Linked DNA regions of Mus musculus: regions 1, 2, 3, 4, 5 and 7 are each linked to region 6. The links are chromatin contacts, called in public Hi-C, HiChIP or PLAC-seq and Micro-C maps. All regions are on one chromosome and are shown on one strand. Each heading gives the region's core, a stretch centred on a gene start, on an enhancer-like site or on the middle of the called end of the contact. The rest is flanking DNA. Distances are from core to core; before and after follow the strand shown.

Evidence for each region. A called contact is a pair of places that touch in the nucleus more often than the background predicts. HiChIP or PLAC-seq counts read pairs in DNA pulled down with a chosen protein or histone mark.
Region 1: a Hi-C map of uterus shows a contact between it and region 6, with 4 times the contacts expected there. The contact joins the enhancer-like site here to the promoter of 8430419K02Rik in region 6. A contact is called at or near these places in 3 of 484 Hi-C or Micro-C datasets (embryonic stem cells and uterus), 7 of 115 datasets of contacts at active chromatin or transcription factors (craniofacial prominence, embryonic forebrain, embryonic hindbrain and 3 more) and 1 of 9 other capture datasets (embryonic stem cells).
Region 2: a contact with region 6 is called in an H3K4me3 HiChIP or PLAC-seq map of embryonic stem cells, with 5 times the contacts expected there. The contact joins the enhancer-like site here to the promoter of 8430419K02Rik in region 6. A contact is called at or near these places in 2 of 484 Hi-C or Micro-C datasets (adipose-derived mesenchymal stem cells and embryonic fibroblasts), 4 of 115 datasets of contacts at active chromatin or transcription factors (embryonic forebrain, embryonic midbrain, embryonic stem cells and 1 more) and 1 of 9 other capture datasets (embryonic stem cells).
Region 3: a Hi-C map of uterus shows a contact between it and region 6, with 4 times the contacts expected there. The contact joins the enhancer-like site here to the promoter of 8430419K02Rik in region 6. A contact is called at or near these places in 9 of 484 Hi-C or Micro-C datasets (colorectal tumor organoids, embryonic fibroblasts, embryonic stem cells and 2 more) and 14 of 115 datasets of contacts at active chromatin or transcription factors (a beta-TC-6 cell line, bone marrow-derived macrophages, craniofacial prominence and 9 more).
Region 4: a contact with region 6 is called in a Hi-C map of adipose-derived mesenchymal stem cells, with 2.3 times the contacts expected there. The contact joins the enhancer-like site here to the promoter of 8430419K02Rik in region 6. A contact is called at or near these places in 3 of 484 Hi-C or Micro-C datasets (adipose-derived mesenchymal stem cells, embryonic fibroblasts and uterus) and 2 of 115 datasets of contacts at active chromatin or transcription factors (embryonic hindbrain and neural tube).
Region 5: a contact with region 6 is called in a Micro-C map of embryonic stem cells, with 6 times the contacts expected there. The contact joins the enhancer-like site here to the promoter of 8430419K02Rik in region 6. A contact is called at or near these places in 15 of 484 Hi-C or Micro-C datasets (LSK cells, cerebellum, cerebral cortex and 7 more), 11 of 115 datasets of contacts at active chromatin or transcription factors (the NIH/3T3 cell line, astrocytes, embryonic hindbrain and 5 more) and 1 of 9 other capture datasets (embryonic stem cells).
Region 7: an H3K4me3 HiChIP or PLAC-seq map of embryonic limb bud shows a contact between it and region 6, with 5 times the contacts expected there. The contact joins the enhancer-like site here to the promoter of 8430419K02Rik in region 6. A contact is called at or near these places in 16 of 115 datasets of contacts at active chromatin or transcription factors (craniofacial prominence, differentiating embryonic stem cells, embryonic basal ganglia and 9 more) and 1 of 9 other capture datasets (embryonic stem cells).

What each region holds. Positions count from the first base shown.
Region 1 is chr11:19,639,975-19,642,826 of GRCm38.p6, forward strand. No RefSeq gene overlaps it. Among named protein-coding and RNA genes, the nearest start is that of Gm39601, 23 kb to the left of the region's middle. Within about 2 kb of position 1,392, at least 41 of the 459 cell types and tissues checked have an H3K27ac peak or open chromatin away from gene starts, as enhancers often do. A contact at or near this core is called in uterus, where this site is marked.
Region 2 is chr11:17,936,562-17,939,708 of GRCm38.p6, forward strand. Etaa1 (Ewing tumor-associated antigen 1) reads right to left here. Exons shown (of 6, transcript NM_026576.4): 6 at 2,192-3,147. Among named protein-coding and RNA genes, the nearest start is that of Etaa1, 16 kb to the right of the region's middle. Within about 2 kb of position 1,555, at least 9 of the 459 cell types and tissues checked have an H3K27ac peak or open chromatin away from gene starts, as enhancers often do. A contact at or near this core is called in embryonic stem cells, where this site is marked.
Region 3 is chr11:19,735,233-19,738,360 of GRCm38.p6, forward strand. The region is part of intron 1 of Gm39602 (a long non-coding RNA gene); the gene reads right to left. Among named protein-coding and RNA genes, the nearest start is that of Gm39602, 5.9 kb to the right of the region's middle. Within about 2 kb of position 1,844, at least 35 of the 459 cell types and tissues checked have an H3K27ac peak or open chromatin away from gene starts, as enhancers often do. A contact at or near this core is called in uterus, where this site is marked.
Region 4 is chr11:18,069,406-18,072,394 of GRCm38.p6, forward strand. No RefSeq gene overlaps it. Among named protein-coding and RNA genes, the nearest start is that of Gm12018, 25 kb to the right of the region's middle. Within about 2 kb of position 1,731, at least 30 of the 459 cell types and tissues checked have an H3K27ac peak or open chromatin away from gene starts, as enhancers often do. A contact at or near this core is called in adipose-derived mesenchymal stem cells, where this site is marked.
Region 5 is chr11:19,828,284-19,831,303 of GRCm38.p6, forward strand. No RefSeq gene overlaps it. Among named protein-coding and RNA genes, the nearest start is that of Gm39602, 87 kb to the left of the region's middle. Within about 2 kb of position 1,513, at least 77 of the 459 cell types and tissues checked have an H3K27ac peak or open chromatin away from gene starts, as enhancers often do. A contact at or near this core is called in cerebral cortex, cortical neurons and embryonic stem cells, where this site is marked.
Region 6 is chr11:18,876,226-18,879,020 of GRCm38.p6, forward strand. It overlaps 8430419K02Rik (a long non-coding RNA gene), which reads right to left and starts at 1,385. Exons shown (of 4, transcript XR_003949854.1): 1 at 1-1,385.
Region 7 is chr11:19,783,701-19,786,560 of GRCm38.p6, forward strand. It overlaps the pseudogene Gm12029. Among named protein-coding and RNA genes, the nearest start is that of Gm39602, 42 kb to the left of the region's middle. Within about 2 kb of position 1,526, at least 3 of the 459 cell types and tissues checked have an H3K27ac peak or open chromatin away from gene starts, as enhancers often do. A contact at or near this core is called in embryonic limb bud, where this site is marked.

The DNA of each region.
Region 1 (2,852 bases), core at 142-2,641, 760 kb after region 6:
CTTCAAAAGCCCATGCCAAGTATAGTCTATCTCTGCCTTGGGTTCATAGCTCAGATGTAAGCTCTCAGCTACTACTCCAGTGTCATGCCTGCCCGCCTGCCTCTTGCCTGCCTGTCTGCATATGCCCCTCCAGATGATCATGGACTAACCTTCTGAAACTATAAGCAAGCTCCCAGTTTCTTTTATAAGCTGTCTTGGTCACAGTGTCTCTTCACAGCCATAGAACAATAACTAAGGCAGGAGCTTACAATTTCAGAGAGTGAGTCCATGACTATCATGATGGAGGACATGGCCACAGGCAGGCATGATGCTGGAGCAGTAGCTAAGAGCTTATCTCTTGAGAAGAAACCAAGAGGCAGAGAGAATGGAATGGGCTATTGATTTCTCAAACCCACCCACGGTGACATATCTCCTCCAACAAGGCCACACTCTTGATACTTAGCTATCAAAATGCTAACTGGGGGCCAAGCATTCGCACATGAGCCTGTGGGGGTTATTTGCATTCAAACTACCACAGGGGTCAAAGTACCTGGGCAGCAGCATCACCTTTACTTGTCTACAGCCCCACAGCCAGCGGAGCGACCACCAGGCTTCCTCGCTGAAGATCACTGCGGAGCATTCTTCCAAATGGAGCAGCTCATTCTGTCGTTCCTACATTGCAGACCACACAAAGCTCTGCCCTCACTTGGCAGCTAGCAGGCCCTCACTATACAACCATCTCCTATACTATATGCCCTGGGTTGAGACTCTATATCCCTTCCCCCAAGAAACACAGAACAGGGTGAAGACAGAGGCGTGTGGCTGTAGAGTTACAGTATTTCTCCAAAACTGGAATTAATTATCGCTACTTGCTCCTCTGTCCCTCTTAGATCTGCAAAGTGTGGGTCACAGTGACTTTGTTTTTCTTGGCCCACCACATATTGAAACCATTCCTGCGTGTCGATCCTGAATATCTATCTCAGCCAAATCCTTGTGAAAATTACTTACTGTGCAGTATAACAGAGAGAGTTTCTAAAGTTAAATGTCTTAGGGTATTTTATCTTTTTCAAGTGCATACCAAAAGCAATTAAGTTCAAACTATGGGGTACAGTCTTTGCCAGTTTCCATTCTTGACACATATGTGTCTGGGTTTACAAGTTCAAAGGCCTCTTAAAGGATCAGATCTCTAGCTTCAATTTTCTCCCTGTAAGCGAAAAGCAGGGCTGTGTCCTTGCTTAAATCATCTGCAAGGAAGTCCATAGCACAGGGCTTCTGCCCAAGAAATCTCTCATGTGGCTAGAAGACCAGAGCCAGAGCCCTGCACCTTCCAGGTCAGGCCACAGGGATACTACAGGGTAGAAGGTTCAAGAGACTACTACAGGGCTCAGAGCAAGGCAGAGCAGTAGCAGTCCTGGGCCAAAAGCGTCTGAGTCAGCGTGCTGTTGCCGCGTTCCCAGGCCACACTGCGTTCCTTGTGGCCTCACCCTGCTGCCTGCTCATTTCATCTTACCCAGCCCCATTTTGTCCTCCCTTCCCCTGGCCGCGGAGATCTTTGCTTCTAGATTCCTGGGGCTTCACACAGCCCTTCCCTTTTCTGCTTCTGTCCATGAGTACCACAGCTCCTTCCTTCCACTTCTTTCCCACTCGATCCTGGAGAAATTTTCTGTGGGATTCGCAGTTAAACAAGTATTAAGAGCCCAGAAAGCCTGTTGAAAATTTCAATCTCTCTCCAAACCCTAAGTTTGCTTTTCAACACCAATTATCAAATTGCAGCCCAGTCTCATTTGTGGAGACCGTAATTCGGAACCTGTAGGCTCACCCAAGTTTATTTATAATCCCAGACAGTCCTGTTGAAGCTGCTCACAGCCATGGGCAGAGCTGCAAGGCACTGAGCTTGCTCAGTGCTCACACTCCACTACTGAGCTGGCACAAGGCAAAACTCTGCATTGCTTCAGCTGGATTGCTATAAACAAGCATCCTTCTTGATGCCTACTTACGACCAGTTGTTTTGTATTTTTACTTTTTTGTTAGTGGTTTTGCTGTATAAAATTGACCCTGGAACATGGGATCAGTAACCCTGGATCAGTAACTGCTGAGTTGCACAGGAGGAAGCTATCCTGATTCCCCCTTACACTGGAGCACGGTTATAGAGAAGAGTAGTTCAGTATACATTTTACAAAGCCAAAAGGGTTTTGAAAGTTTCCACAATGAAGAATTGATAAATGTTTGAGTAAATATTTTAACATGACTTCATATCACACACACATATGTATGTATGTATGTATGATGTGTGTATGTGTACATATATATGTATATATGTTAAAACAATGCCCCACTAATATATAATTTTCATGTTTTATGTACTAGTTAAAGACAAATTTAATGAACAATGAAAGATAAGTAAACAAACTAAAATGGCTGCTGAGGGCTCAGCTTATCTGATGTCCCATGTTTCAGGCAGCTATGGTATACTCCATGCAGGTAAGCACCCAGCTGCATCCAGCAGGTTGTGTCTCTTGATTATGCAGCTCATAGTAGTTCACCATAAATATTTACTAAAGGAGATGCCTTCAAACAGAAACACACATAAAATACAATTATGGGGCCCAGTGAGATGCTCAGCAGTTAAAGGCACTGGCCACCAAGCCTGATGACCTAAGTTTAATCCCTGGACTACACATGGTGGAAGAGAAAACTGACTCCTTCAAGATGTCCTCTGACCTCCACACATGCACTGTAACTCACACACATACAGACACACACACACACTCACACACTCACTCACTCACTTGGTCAGCCAGTCAACCAATAACTGTAAACACTTAAACTTCTGGATTCATCAGTTGAGGAAATCATGACCATAGGTCACAGGG
Region 2 (3,147 bases), core at 305-2,804, 940 kb before region 6:
TGGAACACGACAAAAAGTCCACAACTAGAATCTGAGTTAAAATCATTCAAAATATAATTAGCAGCCATCACAGAGCAGTAGTAAGCAGAGGCAGAAAGGTATTTGTTCTTTATTATTTTACTTACATTTCAAATGTTCCCCTTCCTGGTCTCCCCTCCACCCTAATGTCCCTCCCCTTTGCCTCTAAGAGGGTGTTCCCCCACCCACTCACCCACTCCCACTTCTCCCCTCTAGCATCCCCCTTCTCTGGGGAGTCAAGTCTCCACAGTACCAAGTGATCCCCTTCCTTTTGGACCAGCCAATGTATGCTCTTTGGTCCCCAGGAACTCTGAGGGGGTCTGGAAAAAAGGAGAGAAGGAGCAGGTATGGGTGCTCTTTTCTCTAATAAGGTCATGCTGAATTAAACTTTCAGTGAAACAAAAATAGCCAAAGAGCTTGAAACACTACTGGTGCCAGGCCGACCAAGCGGTTTGTCTTTTGAAGACATTTGTTATAGAAGTTAATCCCAACCTGGAGTTTCTACCCCACCTTGTTCATTCAGTTCCTGGACAAAAGACACACAACTTTTATTATTTACAGTAAGCCTTAAACAGCACAAGAGCTGGGCAGATTATCTACCCTCTATGCTATTAGATTTTACTTTCCTATCAACAACCCTGAATTACCATGTACTAATGAAAGAGTAGTAAAAACAAAATTCTAGGCCTTTGGGCCCAGGCTTGGGAATGTGATCTTTGTGGCTCAATGCTCCAAGGTATGCTAATCATAAAACAGATAGTGACATCCCTCCACCCACCCACTTCCTGGGTTCAAGCAGTATTCACTCAAAGAAAGTCACCCTGACCCACCCTGACCATTTCTGGAACCCGCTATGCAAATGTGCTATTGTTAAGGGCTCTTAGAAACTGTCTTGAGAAATAACCCTCACAATTACCAGGTATTCCTTGTAACTCTTGTAACTTTGCACTTCCTTATGACTCTTAACTGGTATTTTTGGTATTTTCCAACAACACCCTTCCCACCTCCTTGAGTTGTGGTTTCTTCCTTTAAATACCCCCTGACCCAGCTACGGGGGAGGGGGGGGCACGGTCCGGTCCTCTACCCCTGCGTGGTGTATGACCATGGGCCCGAGAGCGCTCTTGAATAAAAATCCTCTTGCAGTTTGCAGCAAGACTGTTTCTTGTGGGTGATTTTGGGGTGTCGCCTCTCCTGAGTCAGAATGTGGGGGAGTCCTCACGTTGTGGGTCTTTCACTACATTTCATCTGGGCTACTCTTAACTCCAAATGACTAGCCCTCAGGGCCATGCTTTCATGAATTCCCTTAACCCATGGTGTCTTCTCCTTCCTCCTTCACCTTCTTCTCCCTTTTGTGGTACTTCTCCAACCCCAAGCCCAGGAACCCTAAAACCCACCTATGTCTCTTCTGCCCTGCTACTGGCTGTTGTCATCTTTATTTACAAATCAAAAATAACTTAAGGGCAAGGTCACAGTATCACCTAGGTTTACATACAGATTATCTCCTCTGGGACAACCATGTCATGGGGCTCAATATTAGCATAAGAATATAAGCAGCATCAAGCCAACCCACTACACAACATCCCAGGGAGACAGGAAAAGTGCCAACTCATGCAAACTAGGTGGCCCTTTGCATACTAGTCCTTCCAAAGACACTAAAGAATGAGGATAGCAGAGTGGTATGAAAGGCAGAGAGGGGTAGCCTGCTGGACCAGCACATCTCCACTATCCAGAAGTGTTTTTATGTTTCCTTAGAAAGATAACACAAGTCACTTAGTATCAATTTCAGTGAGGATGGTCAGGTATAAATTTCAAAAAAAAAAACCAAAAAACAAAAAAACAGACTCACCAGGCCAAGTGTAAAAGGATGGGCAGGATGACTTAAAAGAATTCTACAGAAAATAAGTGATGGGAGAACTTGAGCAAAGAGAGACTTAGAACAGATTGAATTCAGACTCACTAGAAAAGCAATATAAACCGAGTGTGGTGGCGTACGCCTTTAATCTCAGCACTTGGGAGGCAGAGGCAGGCGGATTTCTGAGTTCAGGCCAGCCTGGTCCACAGAGTGAGTTCCAGGACAGCCAGGGCTACACAGAGAAACCCTGTCTCGAAAAACCAAAAAAAAAAAAAAAAAAAAAAGAAAAAAACCGAAAAGGAATCTAGTCTCTTCACTCTCTTACATAATAACTTAAAACATTTATTTAGGTCTTTATAATATACTCTTTGATAATACAGGGAAACTAAAATCTGTTTTACTGTATATATAAAAATAACATTTGAAAAATGATACATAACTATCAGTTTGTCAAAGCTCTAAGACACCTGAACAGTAGTGAACATCAGATCAAAATGAATACTTCATATCTATAATTTTCTTCATATTATTTAAAAAGCATTTAAAAAACTACTAGCATCCTTACTGCCACCCCCGCCCCCTTTAGTTTAAAGGCTTTATTACTGGCTCATTGTTTAAAAGCCAAAAGGGGAGGGAGGGGGGGATGACAGAGGGAAAAACACTTAAGTTAAATAATTAATTAGAAGGGAAATTAGAGTGATAAGAAAAGTGAGAATAGAAAGTCTAATTTTGAATCCTGGAAAGATTAGTTAGTTCTTTAAGATAAAGAATGTATGTAAGTACTGCTAACAAGCAGCCTTTAATGTACTTTAAAGTGTTTCTGTGCCTTCCAGTTATTTTAAGTACGAACAGACTGAAGCAAGTCATGCAACAGTTAAGATTGTCTCACACAAGGACAGGCTGACCTTGTCTGTGACTCTGAAAGTAGCACAGTAAGTTGGGCATGGTGGCACACATCTGTACTTAAAAGCACAGGGAGGCTGAGGCAAGAGGATCACTGATAGTGTGGGGCCATTTGGGTAACAGAGAGAGTTGAAGGCCAGTCTGGGCCACAGAGCAAGACCCTGACTCAAACACACATGTACACAAAGAAAAAGAACAGCTTGAATTGTTCTGTCTAACCTATATGATAGAGAAGCTCGACCAGAGGCGATGTTTCTACCAATTCTAAATGTCAACGATGCTTTATTACTTACATAATAAAGCTTTTTTTTTCTTTTTGCTAAACTAGACTTAATGCCTAGTCTGTGGGTTTCCTAACAGTGAAATATTTTCCT
Region 3 (3,128 bases), core at 594-3,093, 860 kb after region 6:
CCAGCAAACCCCGCATTTTTGGAGGAGATCAGGGGGGAGGGGGAGGACGCTGCAAAGATGGCTCAGTGGTTAAAAGCACACACTGCTCTTGCAGAAGACATGAGTTCAGTTCCCAGTGTTGATATTCTGTCTGGACTCCACCCCCAGTTTCCTGGCAGCAGCGAGGTAGGCCTGGCCCACTATAAAAGGGGCTGCTTGTTCTCTTACTCTCTCTTACTCCTGCTCCTCTCCCTTGCCTCTTGCCCCTTGTTCCCCATTCCACACACACACACCCCACACACATGGTCATGGCCTCTATTTCTCTACTCTCTCTTTCTGTCTCTACTACTCTCTTAATTCCCCTCCCCATGCCCTGAATAAACTCTATTCTATACTATACCATCATGTGGCTGCTCCCTCAGGGGGAAGAGATGCCTTGACATGGGCCCACCGAGGGACCCCCTTCCCCCATACCTCAGCACACTCCCATAGAACATTTTAGAGTTCTTTATCGTTTTATAACTATAACACCCAGCACCCATGTAGGATGACTCACAACCACCAGTAATCTAGCTCTAGGGGATCCAATGCCTTCTCCTAGCCTCCTCAAGTACCTACAGACACACACACACACACACACACACACACCACACCACACACAAACACTTTTTTTAATAAAATAAATCTTTAAAAAGTTGAGAATCCTCCTCCGGACAAGGCAGGTCTTTGTGTTGCCCTGTACCTGCCTCTAAAGGAACTCAAGCCTCCAGCTCAGGGACACTGACCCAGTTAGTTAAGTGAGAGTGCCCCACCCACACCCTCACTCCCACCCCTATCACGCTTTTCCACGATCTCCTAACTAGACTCTGATAGAGCAGACTTCCCAGTTACACATCACCACCATGCCTACTGGCCTGAGTCACTTACTCAGTAGCCATACTCCCTTAATAAAGGCAGGACGCAGTAACAAGAAAGCAACAGCCAGTGTATTTGTCAGCTGACATCCACACGTAGCCTCACTCTGTCAACACAGGCACTGTCTACACGGGTGCCTACAACTCCAAGCCCTTCAACATATCTGACTCCTCGAGCCCACGCTTATGGTGTAATTCTATCAAACAGACAGGGACTGGTTGCCAAATACATCCAGGGCCAAGAGATCGCCCTTCACTGTTAGAGGCTCCTACAGCGTGACCAGGAGAACAGCCTCTCCATAACCTAAAAAGGAAAGCAACTCACCCTAAGTCCATGCTTGTATCAAGAGCAGCCTTCTTCAGCATCAACTGCTGTCTTTCATTTGACTCAAAAATATTTTTTAACTAGCAATAAAATGTATTCCACTGTGATCCCATGCTGAGAGAGAAGTCTATACTTGGTGGGAAAGGCCCTCTGTCCCAGCATATTCTTCCAGACTATTACAGAACAGGGAAAACTATATCTGAGAGTTGAGTCCAACCAGAGGCGAAGTCCCAGTCTCTGATTTCATTTAAAAAAAAAAAAAAAGTTCACTGCTGCTCCCCTCCCCCACACTGTGAAAACTACCACCTTCCAGAGATCAATAAAAAAGGTCCCACACAGTTGCAAAAGACAAGGTTTTCTCCCTTTATAAGCACACTTGAAAGATGGGGGGAGGTCTTGAGGGTGAAAGTGATCTAAGGACACTGTGTATATAAAGTTCCTCTAGAACTTGGTTATTTCATTTTTTCTTGGAATAGCACACACTGTGCCTTCTACCCTGAGTAGCTCAAACAGCACCCAGTGTCAAGGCCGAGCCTTTGGTTTTAATCAGGGACTAAAGCCTAGAACGTTAGACAAAGAGAGCAGTTGCTGGTTACAGTACCGAGGGGACCATTAAAGGTGATTTCTCAGTTCGCTGAGCTCACCCTCAGAAACAGCCACATGCTTTGCTGAGAAGCATCCGCAGGACACGGTGCACCTCCCAGCTATTTATTTAACTTTATGTGGCTGTCATAAAACTTTTTTATTTGCTTTCAGTTAGACCATAGGTTTTGACAAGATAAATTTTTATTTAGGTCTTTGCCCAGCTACAATCAGAAACAGGAGACTCACCCTCCAAGGCTGATAGATGGATTAATCAAAGCAATTCCCCGCCCCACGTTCCTTCCAGCAACCACAGGGATCAACACACAGAGTTTTTCCTTAATTAAAGAAACTCAGCAACAAGGTGATTTACCGATGATGGATCTTGCAGGCCCTTTCATTGTGTGGTCACTGTTGGCCACTGTTTGAAATTTACCAACATAAATAAAACCTCTCCATGACTAAACAAAGTTAAAGTAGCAATAAATTGAGGCTGCCATGTCCTCTGAGCTAGATCTGAGGCCAACATAAATACCAGAATGCCTTGGCTGTGACATGCTTGACACAATGACATCATGCACTCCCAGAAGGAACAGCCTCGCCCAAGCCAAAGCCTCAAACCGAACACAATTCCCCTAAATGAATCAAATTGCAATGGTCTAGACTCGCCCGTTCTAAGGACTCCACTCTGCCTTCCTCGCCCTTTTCTGTCGAGCAATCGCATTAAAAATAATCTATACGCTGATCTAAATTTTACTTTTTCTGCACGATTAAATTTTGGCAGGAGTAAATCTCTGCAATTCACACTTCCTGGGAATGTTTGGAAAGTCACTAAAAACTCAGGATTTATCAGCTTAAGGTCCAGCCACTGCCGTGCGACCCTGTGGTCTATCTGCTACTACCTTTAGTGGTGGCCCAGGGCAGTGCTTGCCACAAGACCAACACTCTTCACTTAAAAGTAACTGGGCACCAGCTTCCCTCCCCCAGGCCTTGCTTTGTCCGCATCTAGCAACATGCTGTAATGGAATGCCTCTATGCATCAAGAAAGCCAGCCTACACTGGGGCCCGTCAGCCCTCACACCACTACTCAGAGGAGAGAGGGGAGAAACGTTGAAAATGCACTTGGAGGATGGCAAATTAAAAATGGAGAAAGTCTAATAACTAATTGGTGAAATCATAAAAGCTGCCGTAAAAGACATTTTCCTTAAACTACTTTACACAAGGCTATATAATTTTATGTCACTTTTTATTTATGTTGCTGTAATGAAAGCTGTTCTGGGAGATGAAGGGCTTCTGAAGAGAGAAATTGAACTACTTCTGAGAGGAGG
Region 4 (2,989 bases), core at 481-2,980, 810 kb before region 6:
AGGGGTGGGAAATGATAAAGAGGACAAGGGAGGTGTTTAGCTTTCATTTGCAAGCGTGATACCCGCTGCTTTGTTTATGGATTTGATGCTATTCATACAGTCTTTGCAATATTAATTTTTAATTTATGATGCTCATTAGGAGACACTTAAAAGAGAACAATTATCATTTATCTTGATATATTATTTACTAGGACTGACTGTCATGGTTAGAAGCCCATGATTAGTGAGGGGGAATAGAGCAGAGCTTCCAAAAGGTGCCAGGGTAAAGGACAGAAGTGTAAGCAGCAGTTGTCAGAACCTAAAACCCAAAGTTCTGATGTCGAAGCAAAAGCCACACAATCTCTAATCAAGACTCAGGAGGCCCCTCTAAGACAAGCCTGGAGTAGTGCTTAATGAACCCGCAGCATCATATTAATGAGATGCTCGGTAAGGCTATCAGCTCATCAATTATTCATCCAGCTGCAGTCCTGATACTTTGCTATCGTCCTCCTCTTTTTGCGTTGGTGTGATTACTTTTTTAACCCTCCATTTCCTCACTTGGAGTGTAAACAAAGCCTTCTGTTCCTCAGTTCCCCTTTGTTGTGGTCAAACACCATCTGTCTCTCCTCAATAGCCACTCAGAATGTCAAACTTGATAACGGGGAGCTTGTTTCTGGTGGGTTGCAGCTTCTGAAGATGTCAGAGTGATACACAGACTTTGTGCGTCCTGATGCTTTAAGCGTATCTTTACATTCGACATAATGTACTGCACTGTAATTGTCTTTATAGATGACTTTCCCTGCTATACTGTAGGCTCATACTGGATGGATCATACTGAATGGGTGAACGAAGAATGAATGAGTGGCTCTGAGGACTGAGTCATATCTAATGTTTCGTCTTATTTATATTGAAGGTTTTGAAGTGGAGAATCAACATTATCCACAGGTTTCCAAATGAAATCAAATAGACTTCCCCAGGAACCCGACGGAAAGAGGAAACTGTAGTTTACATTCATGAGCTGATTCGTGCAGGTGAAGCTATAACTGAAGGTCTGATGCACAACACACAGGTCTGGAAGCTATCCAGTTGTATACAGGTTTATTTTATATATTCATTTAGAAACTAAAACCAGCCACACACTTAAATCATGTGCAGTTTTAGGGACATATTTACAATAAATACATGTAGCAGAAGCATTTCAGTGCATTTTCCAGATAAAGACCAGAGAGCTTGAGGATGAATAAGCTCTGAAGTAGGAAACAGAGTGGACTTGCTGTGAGAAATCTGATGACTTGCTCACTCAAGGTCAATAAGAAAATGAGTTACCATCCTTCAGGAAGTAAAGGAGCAGGGGCTGTGGTACTGACTCAAACTGACCAAAGCTGTTAGCCTGTGTAGCTCGAGCCAACAAGAAGACACAGGACTGGAAATATGATTTTGGTTTTGTCCTAGATAGATAGGGATAGGAAGAGTTGAGTTATTACTGTCTGAAGGGCAGATTGACAAGTTAGATGGTGATATCCTCTATCCACTTTGACAATTCAAGTAAAGACTAGAGCAGAGATTTTTAACTCTCTTAGAAAAGGAACTTCAAACAAACAGAAGGAAAGTGAACACAGAAGGGGATTCTTCAGCTTTGGCCTAGCATACCACAAAGCCAGTGGCAAGTAGCCATATTGCCATATGCTTCAAATCCACCGAATCACAACTAGTCACATGCAAGCTTATTGGCAGAAATCCGGGAGCCCTCCCTGTAGGCCTTGAGCCACCGGTGAGTCATGCTGAAGTCACTGAGTGTAGGTGTGCTTGAGCTAGTGCTATTGCCCCTTGGGGAGCTTCACTGGGAAGAGACACATGAGCTCCTCAAACTGGTTGCCACAGATGAAGTGAACATCCTATGGTATGATCCTCATTGTATTTTTTTTTATTACATCTCTGAAATTGGAATGTGGTTTCTCATCAATGTTTTATGCTTACTTTTGGACATGTGGCAGTGATAGTAGCAGTCACTACCTGTACATTATTGATCCTGGCTATAGCTGTACATGTTTTTGTTGTTGTTGTTGTTGTCTTTGTTTGTTTGTTTTTTTTTAACTTTAGTGGCATGATATGCATTGCGCTGTATACATGGTGCTGCTTCTCTGAAAGTATCTTTAACAAAATACATTGCTACTTATCACTGAAGCAAAACTACTCTTGCAGGCAAGAAAGGCAGGAGTGCAGAGAAACATGCACTAAGTGTGATATTGGTGGAACAAAACATGTGACAAAAGGAGCAGCCAATCAGATGCTTGGAAAAAAGGAAGGTGTGCTTATAGACAGCAAGGCAGGTCAGAAGGAGGCAAGCATCACAAGTCAAAGCAGGAGTTGTTATGTCTGGGTTTCCTATCTTTGCATAAAATAATGGTATACCTTGCACCAACAGTCCTAGCTTCCAGTCATCTCTACCGTGTGTCCCAGCAGGAAACACATAGGAACCATCTCCTTAAGCTCTCGTGCTTTCTCCCATTTGAGTTTTATGGAAAAAAAAAAAAGAGATGGAATTCAACTTCAAATTTTAAAATCATCGTAAGTGCAATGTTGATTATATTACAAAAGAGCTAGCCTGGAATTGGTTTCTCCTTTCTTACACGTTAACTTCCATTTGATTTTAGGGTAGCTCATGACATTGTTTGATGGAAGGCAACTACTGGGACTGGAAATAGGCAGTTCACATAGAACTCTGGGTCCTGTATTCCCTTTTCAGATGAGACCATTTCATGGGTTCTTCTTGCATTCACTGTGGTGTCCACACTACACATTTTAAATTGACTGTGTGTGGTTAAATATGATACAGTGTCATGGTGGCTCAAATGAGAAATGTCTCTTTTAGGCTTAGGCATTTGAGTACTTGATCCCCAGTTGGTGGCAATGTGGGAAAGGGTTAGGAGGAGCTGCAGCCTTGCTGGAAGAAGTAGGCCAAAGGGGGTGGGCTTTGAGAATTCGAAGCTTCTACCCACTTCTCTCTCTC
Region 5 (3,020 bases), core at 263-2,762, 950 kb after region 6:
GACCGGCGTCTCCTGACTCCCATATATGGAGAACATGAAGCCTTGGGCTCACAGTTCCCTCTCACCAGGGCTTTCTACCACACCCCGCACCGCACATTTCTGGCCTCGCCCAGACCTGTACCACCTAGTGAACTTCTCCGCCACTGGCATCATGAGCTGGTGGACCCTCTTGCCCACTGACCTCTCTCCTTCCTTACCTCCATCATCCTCGCTCTCTGCCCTTACCTCTAGTCCCACCAGGAAATGGACAGGGAGCCTGCCTGCCTTGTCACTCCACATCCTCTCTGACCCTAGAGTAGTGGGCCTTGGCTGGCTGTGACCACCATTGGCCCTCTTCCTGACTTCCCACTTTGCTCTAAAGTTTGGTTTTCATCTGAACATCACTTACTACATCATTTGCTTTCTTTAAACACATACACTTCATAATTCCATTAAATACATCAGAGAGCTGACACAGCCCCCTCTGCCTCTGGTCCTCCTTCTCCACTGAGGTTTTGTTTGTTTTGTTTCTGGTGTTTTGTTTTGTTTTGTTTTGTTTTGTTTTGTTTTGTTTTGTTTTGTTTTGTTTTGTTTTGTTTTAATCCTGTTAGCCCATTGTTGAGAGTTGATCTCGTCTTGGTTGTCTTTGCTCTCTGCTTCCTCCTTCTGACCTCCTGTCTCCACTGACCCCTGGGGGCCTGCCTCACTATCCACTGAAATTGCTGGCACAGGATGTCCCTTGTAATGTTAGGAACTGCAGGGCTCTGGACACTCTGGGCCTCTTCGATGACCACGTGACATTTGCGACTATTGTCCTTCCTCACTCCAAGCACCAACCCTCAAGCTTCCAGGGCTCCCCGACGGGTAGCTGGGCTGGAATGTGCCCACTCACAGTTCTGCAGACTTCACATCCCAGAGGCGTGGCATGCCCTCCGCAGCCTAGCACACAGGCAGGGTCCTTCCTGCCCACATCTAAGTAGGGTGCTCTATTTCCCTGGAACATCCTTTCTCATTCTTGAAACTCAGCCCAGAATTTCATTATGGGAAGCTTTCCCTGAAACCCTAGGGTCAAGCAGGGGACCCACGACACAGCTGCTGCCTGGAGGCCTGGAGCTCTGGTCAGCCAATGAAGTGGTAAGAAGTGACTCCAAGTGGCCGCAGGCTAGGCTGCAGAGTTGACCTCCAGGTATCTACTCCTTCAAAGTCCTTCCCCAGCAGGCCCTCTTCCTCCACCTGGCTAAACCTGACTGCGGGTCATCAGGCCTCTCCCACACCTCCTCATTCCCCATTCCCCTGCCCACTGCCCATTATCAGCCACCTCCTTCTCTCCTGCATCCATGCGCCTCTCTGCCTGCCTGCACATGATCCAGCCCTGGCATCCACCCACCCCAAAGGAGCTCGTTCCTCAGCTGGAGGCTTGCAGGCACAGCACCGCAGTGGCATTTAGGCAGGGAGAAGCTGGGGAAGGCCCCTACAGCCCCTGGAAGGCATTCTGGGCTGACACACCCAAAGCAGGGAGGCAGGGCCCTGTCTCAGCAGGGAGCTGAGAGGACAGATCATCCTCACAGGCAGCTGCCGGCAGCTAACCAGAGAGCTCAGCTTGTTCACATTATCACTTCCTCTAGAATGCCTCCTCTCCCACAGAATCATGACAGAATTGCCTCATGGTGCCTGGGGGACTCAACGGGGGTCTTTCTGGAGTAAGTGACCTCCACACTAAGTCGGGAGGCAGATGGATCTTGGGTACTCGTGAGTGCCACTATCATGAGCTGTCCTAGTACTTAGAAATATTTCTGCCTCTTTACCATCTAAACAAAAGAGCAGGAACCTGTAACCCCAGCAGGCAGGCAGGAAGGAGGGAGGGGCATCTTCTACTGCCTACCTAGGTTGAGACTACCCTGGACTACAAGAGGCCAAGTATTGAAAGAAAACTAAGACAAAAACAACCTAGAGACCACAAAAGAGAATGTCAGACAGGTGAGCAAGAACACCTCCCCCACCTCACGCCCCCACGGGCCTTTTGAGAGAAAAAGCCTGAGACCTCAACCAATCTCCCTGAGCACACAGTCTCTTCGATTTGGCAGAGAGGCCTGGAAGCCCTCTAGGGCTGCTGGATGGCTTAAGTAGAACACCTGACAGGAAATGAGCTAGAGACATGGGGTCCCATGCTCCTGCCCAGGCAGCCCCATGATGCTAAGGTGGGACCAAGCTATACTGGGGATCCCTGGTCGGAGGGAACTCTGGCATCCCCTTTGCGTCTCCCAATTGTGAGACGACAGAGGGAGGAGAAAGATCCCTATGGGGTTTGGTTTTGGGAATTTCCCCTCACAGGAACATTTACTGCGGTTGAGCTGAACAAGTGGCTGACGCTTGTTGGTTCACTACCTGCACATTCCGTTTATAAGTCTTACAACCCCCCTCCAGTGGACCGTCCTTTTTACCTTATCCAGCAAAATGCAACACTTCCTCAGACGCTGGTTTACAGACCACATCGCTTGGGTCTATTTCAGTGAAACACTGCTTTGGGATTCTACACCCTTTTCTTCTCGTGTCTTCTCCATGCTGTCCACGAGAGGGAGCCAGCGCGCCTGTTTGTGCCTCTGCTTATAGCGCTGGCTACCAAACAGGCGAAGTAGCTGAGCTCAAACTAATAATCCAGTATTTTCGGAACTCTGGTGAACAGAAATTCTGGAGAACCCTGGAATCTTTGGCAACTTGTTTTAACACAATAGAAATTTGGCAAACATGAAAAGACTTTCAGATCTTTGCCGTCTTGGTTTTCTGTTGTGGGGGTTGGGGGAGGGGTTGGTAGTGGTGGTAATGCTTGATTTAATTTTTTTTTTCCTCTTTTTAAATTTTTTTATTTATCTTTATTTTATGTGTGTTGGTGTTTTCCCTCCATGTATGTCTGTCTGAGGGTGTCAGATCTTGGAGTTACAGACACTTATAAGCTGTCATGTGGGTGCTAGAATTTGAACTCGGGTCTTTAACCACTGAGCCATTTCTCCAGCCCTTGATTTTAGCTTTTGAGACAGTCTCAC
Region 6 (2,795 bases), core at 135-2,634:
GCCCAGATCTTTTCCCCCAACCAGAGAGCTCTTAGCCTCTAATGCTGCGTCTACCCTTGATGGTATGGTTTGCCAAAGGGCCAGGGGGTGCTGGGTAGCACAGAAGAGACCAGGAAAAATGATGACTCAAACTGGGCGCCCCACACACAAACCCACACCTCCCTGCTTACGGTCCAAACACCCGTTGAGAACCTATATCACCAATTTCTGCTTTAACTGCCTTCCCAAGGGCCGAGGGCCTGTGGGATCCAAAGTGGGGGAAGTTTCTAGGACTTTTAAGGAAACTTGAAGGAGCTTCTGCCCAACACACTGTGACACTATTCTTCTCCATTCTACCGGAGTGCTATACACTCTGGAAGCTCACCCTCTTGCCCAGCCTGACTGTTCAAGGCAGCCTCCAGGGCCCAAGCTCTCACCGACATGCTCCCATGAGCGCCCTGGGATTCGGAAGCCGGGGCTCCGTCTGGAAAAGTCCTGTGAAAGCATTCTGGCAACTACAAACCACTCTGAGGGGTTCCAATTGACGGAGCCCAGAGTGAGCCGAAGAAGTCTTTGAATATGCTTTTGCGCTAACTCATGGACACCCAGGCTACCGAGACAGTTAATTCTTCTTAACTTTGACTTTCAGATGGCGGAGGTGGGGATGGGGGCAAGCATAGGACTCTTCTGCAGACCCCGAGTACCTCGGAGTAGTGTGGGATCACAACTGAGACCCACCCGCCCACGTACCAGCTCCAGCCCCAGCCCCAGCCCCGATGTCGTGCAGAGGGAAACTAAAGGGAGTCTGAGACGCGGCTGGAGCTGGGTGAGCCGGCCGCGGCGGTCTCATTAGAGACATCTCAAAACTCCTCTCAGCCCACCCCCAACACCCCCCTCCCGCCTACACAGGGGGAGCTGAAAGCATCACTGAAGGCTCGGAATTCCAGCGTAAAAGAGCAGTTTTCCCCTTTCACAACGTTCGGACTTTGTCCCTGGAGTTACTCAGTATGCGCTTCTGCCCGGAATGCGATCCCCATACCCAGATCCATCTTCTCTAGGCCCGCTAGGACCCGGCACCCCAACTGCTGTCCTTGTCGTTTGGTCTCCCCAGGGCTCCACCTAGCACGCCTCTCCCCGCGGTAAAACTCGTGGGCCGGGTTCCCCGAGAGGAGACAGCCTCCAAAGGAACTCCTAATACCATCCATACAGCTTTAATGCGCTTATAATTCGATAAGTGATTTCAATTTGAAATTGTTAGTAACTAATTTTATGGGTAATTTTTCCACATCAAATATTTAAGCATCAGATTAAGGGCGCCAGTTCCGACGCATGATCATAAGGGGGTTTCTTCCCCCCCCCTCCCCCCCGCCCCCTCAAAACACACTGCCGCGCTCCGCCTCCCTCCGGTCTCCTACTGCGTCGTTTTTCCAAATCCCCAAAAGGTGGCAGTAGAAGACGACTTTCCTCTTTTCCTGCGGCTCAAAAGAAAGGACAGGGGTGAGGGGCTGGGGGGGGGGGGGAGCGGCGGGGGGAGGGGTGGGGCGAGAAGAGGGCCAGGAGGGACTGGACGGTGCCAGGACTTTGCAAGCTGAGCCTTTAACACGTTTCCACCACCGCGCTAGCGAGAGCAGTGGCGAATTTCCTGGAGACGTCTCGGGCCACGGCGGCGCGCCCGGCGGCCCTGGGGTCGGGGTGCGGGCGACTCGGCACATTTGCACTCAACCCTCAGCCTCGTACAAAAGCGGGAGACGCAGAGAGGGACCCACCGGCTTCTTTCCATTTCTTTGTAGTTTAATATTGTCAATACTGTACAACCAACCTTGGCTCCTCGAGGCCGGGCTCTTCGAACACATAAGTCGGGGGGGGGGGCTGTTAATGGGGGGGAACTGGGGAGGGTGGAGGGAAACTAGGGGCGCAGCGGATGAATTGCAGACCAGTTGCCAAACTTTTTCCCCCTGCTGCCGCTGCTGCGGCTGCCGTGGCTGCAGCCTTTGCTTTGAATGTGTGTAACTAGGAAACAGCAAGCCGTCTGAGAAGACGGAATTTCCAACGTGTAAAATGTTCTTAACGGAACCATTGAGCGAGTGCAATAAGGCGTGAGGGGGAACTAATCTTCCCATTTAAATGTTTGTGGCAATTTTATCTAAATGAATTTTAATGCTAAACGAGGGTAATTCCCCATTTGTAGCGCGTTTGCTTCTTTCCTGTGCTTCTAAAGCAGTCGAACATCGTGCAATGAACAATAACAATAAAAATACTTCCAAGGCATATTATTCATTTTGAATGTGTTATAATTACATTTGATTAAATATGATCGGGTAACATTTTTAAATTTTTTGTAAAAGAAACTTAGTCATACTAGTCTCATTCAGCCAGCGGACTCCCCCCACCCCCCCACCCCCACCCCCAAAAAAGAAGCCTGTATAATTGTGTGCCCTGTTTAGGGGAGGGCGTTTTGTTTTTGTCCTTTAAGAAACATCAAAACCACTCTCCACACCTCTATTATTTTCCTCCTTCCGATAAGTGTCGTCAATAACCTCAAAGCTGGCTCTGAAATTTACAAGAGGAAAAGCTAAAACAGAATTAAACGGGAGGGTGTCAGGGGCAGGAACAGAGAGACCTGAGGAGCAAGGCTCGCACAATCCTCACTCCGAGGGGGGAAACCATGGCACAAAAGCTTGCTTTATTTTTTTCTAATTCCTAGACATTAATGATCATGATTCTTTTTAATCTCCACATTCCCCAGCCCCCCTTTGCTTGCGCTCACTCTTCCCCTCCACCCCCAGCCTCTCCCCCTGTTCTTTTCACCACCCTCT
Region 7 (2,860 bases), core at 276-2,775, 910 kb after region 6:
AGGATCAGGAGGCCACTGTGACCTCCACATGGGATTTGGCAGTGGTCATAGGTGCCACAGTCACGGATGAGGCTGTGGCATTGGTTGAGACTGTGGGGCTCGTGGAGGTAAAGCTGACGACAAGCAGTGGCTGCCCATCGCCAAGCTGGGCTGCCTGGTTAAGGACATGAAGATCAATCCCTGGAGGAGATCTAGCTGTTCTCCCTGCCCGTTACGGAATGCAGGATTATTGACTTTCCCTGAGTGCATCCCTAAAAGAGGAGGTTCCGAAGCAGACTCTGTCTGGCCAAGCAGACCAGGATCAAGGTTTTTGTTACTGTTGGGGACTATAATGGTCATGTTGGTCTTGGTGTTGAGTGTTCCAAGGAGGTAGCCACTGCCTTCTGAGGGGCCATCATTTTGACCATTGTCCCTGTGCCAAGAGGCTAATGGCTAAACAAGATTGTCAAGCCCCACACTGTTTCATGGAAGGTAACAGGCCGTTGTGGCTCTGTGTTGGTGGGTCTCATCCCTGCCCCCAGAGATACTGACATTATCTCTGCTCCTGTACCCAAGAAGCTACTGATGATGGCCGGTATAGACAACTGCTGCACATCAGCCAGGAGCTGCACTGCCACCCTAGGCAACTTTGTCAAGATCACCTTTGATAGCATCTCTAAGACCTACAACTATCTGACCCCTGACCTCTGGAAAGAGACTGTGTTCACCAACTCTCCTTCTTAGGAATTCACTGAGCATCTTGGGAAAATCCATGCCAGAGTCTCTGTCCAAAGGACCCAGGCTCCAGCTGCGGCTACCACATAAGGGTTTTATACAAGAAAAATAAATGAATTAAGTCTGTTAAGAATGAAAGAAAGAAAGGAAGAAAGAAAGAAAGAAAGAAAGAGAGAGAGAGAGAGAGAGAGAGAGAGAGAGAGAGAGAGAGAGAGAAAGAAAGAAAGAAAGAAAGAAAGAAAGAAAGAAAAAGAAAGAGAGAGGAAGGAAGGAAGGAAGGAAGGAAGAGGACCTCTGCATTTGTGGCCCAAAAGACCATTGGATCATTATATTCCTTTAATAAATGCATTGTGAAGAATTTTTTAAGTTATGTGTGCTAGGCTGACACATAGTAGGGTATAGTACCAGAATCCCTAAATGTTTCCTTGAACTCAAAGGCAACACACAGGAGTCTCTCTTACTGGACACATTATCTGTTTTGATACTCAAATACAAAGGAAAAGGTACAGGACTTGCTGAGAAGCACAAAGTGAGGGGCTGGGCACATGACAGGTCTAGAGGGCCCCTGTGGAGACTTCCAACTCTTTCAGACCTCCAGGGAGACATTTTGTGTAAAAATCTGCAACTGAGCAACTCCGCAATAACTGCTACATTGAGAGAGACAGCGCCTGAGACAGAGTCTTTTGCCCCAGAGAGACTCTGTCGCTGTTATGTTTTCCAAAAATACAACCTGTTAATGACAAGCCATTAAGCTGCTCACCAGTTAACAGGAAGCACAACTCTACGCAGAAAGAAACACACATTTCTGCCCAGAAAGCCACATGTGCAGGTCAGCAGGGCAGGTCCCTCATGAGCTGCTTGGCCCCGCAGGGCTCCTGCTCCACAGCGGCACGCGGGCAGGCGGGCGGGCGGGAGGGCAGGCGGTCTTCTGTCTCCACCGCTTGTGGCTTCCAGGACGCCGGCTCTGAAGCTGCGTTCTTTGCCAATTCCCTTTGGCAGGAAAGGCTCCTCTGGTACCCTCTGTGCTATCCCAGTCCTCCATGCCTGCCAACCTCCTCATGTTTTATCAATTTTTATTTAAATTGGTGATCAAGGAATTAACCCAGCTTATACAAATTCCATCTTCCCGGAGCCATTCTGGTGGAGCGGCACTTGTGGTATTTCACTCTCCAAATGAATCGAATTGGATTTTAATGATACTAGACCCCATTAAGCAACACCTGATTGGGTTATTTCCTGGAATTTCATCTTACTGTTTTCTTCATCCCTGTTGTCCAAAACCTGCAACAGGGGAGTTGTTGGAAGCTGCCGCCAGGCCTTATTGGATTTTCCTTGAAATGATGGTTATGATTTCCTCTATTTCTTCTAGGAGGTCGGTTCTTTTCTGCTTCTGCTGTTTATTTTGTTTGTCTTTTAAAGTCTTACTGTACTATAGCTCAGGCTGGCCTGTAACTCACAATCCTCCTGCCCCTACTTCATTGCTTCCTTCCATAGACTGCCTCATTGTCATGTCAACTCATGTCTAAGTTAGGGTTACTATTGCTGTGATGAAACACCAGGACCAAAGCAACTTGGGGAGGAAAGGGTTTACCTGGCTTACACTTCCACAGCACTGTTCATCACTGAAGGAAGTCAGGGCAGGAACTCAAGCAGAGCAAGAACCTGGAGGCAGGAGCTGATGCAAAGGCCATGGAGGGGTGCTGCTTACTGGCTTGCTCGTCATGGTTTGTCTTCTTACAGAACCCTGGACCAACAGCCTAAGGATGAAACTACCTACCATGGGCTGGGCCCTCCTCCATTAATTGCTAATTTTAAAAACACTTTACAGGGCTTGAGAGATGGCTCAGCAGTTAAGAGCACTGACTGCTCTCTCAGAGGTTCTGAGTTCAATTCCCAGCAACCACATAGTGGCTCACAATCATCTGTAATATGATCCAATGCCCTCTTCTGGAGTGTCTGAAGAGAGCAACATTATACATACATACATACATACATACATACATACATACATACATACATACATACATACTGTTCTGGCTAGTTTTGTGTCAACTTGACACAGCTGGAGTTATCACAGAGAAAGGAGCTTCAGTTGAGGAAATGCCTCCATGAGATCCAGCTGTGAGGCATTTTCTCAATTAGTGAT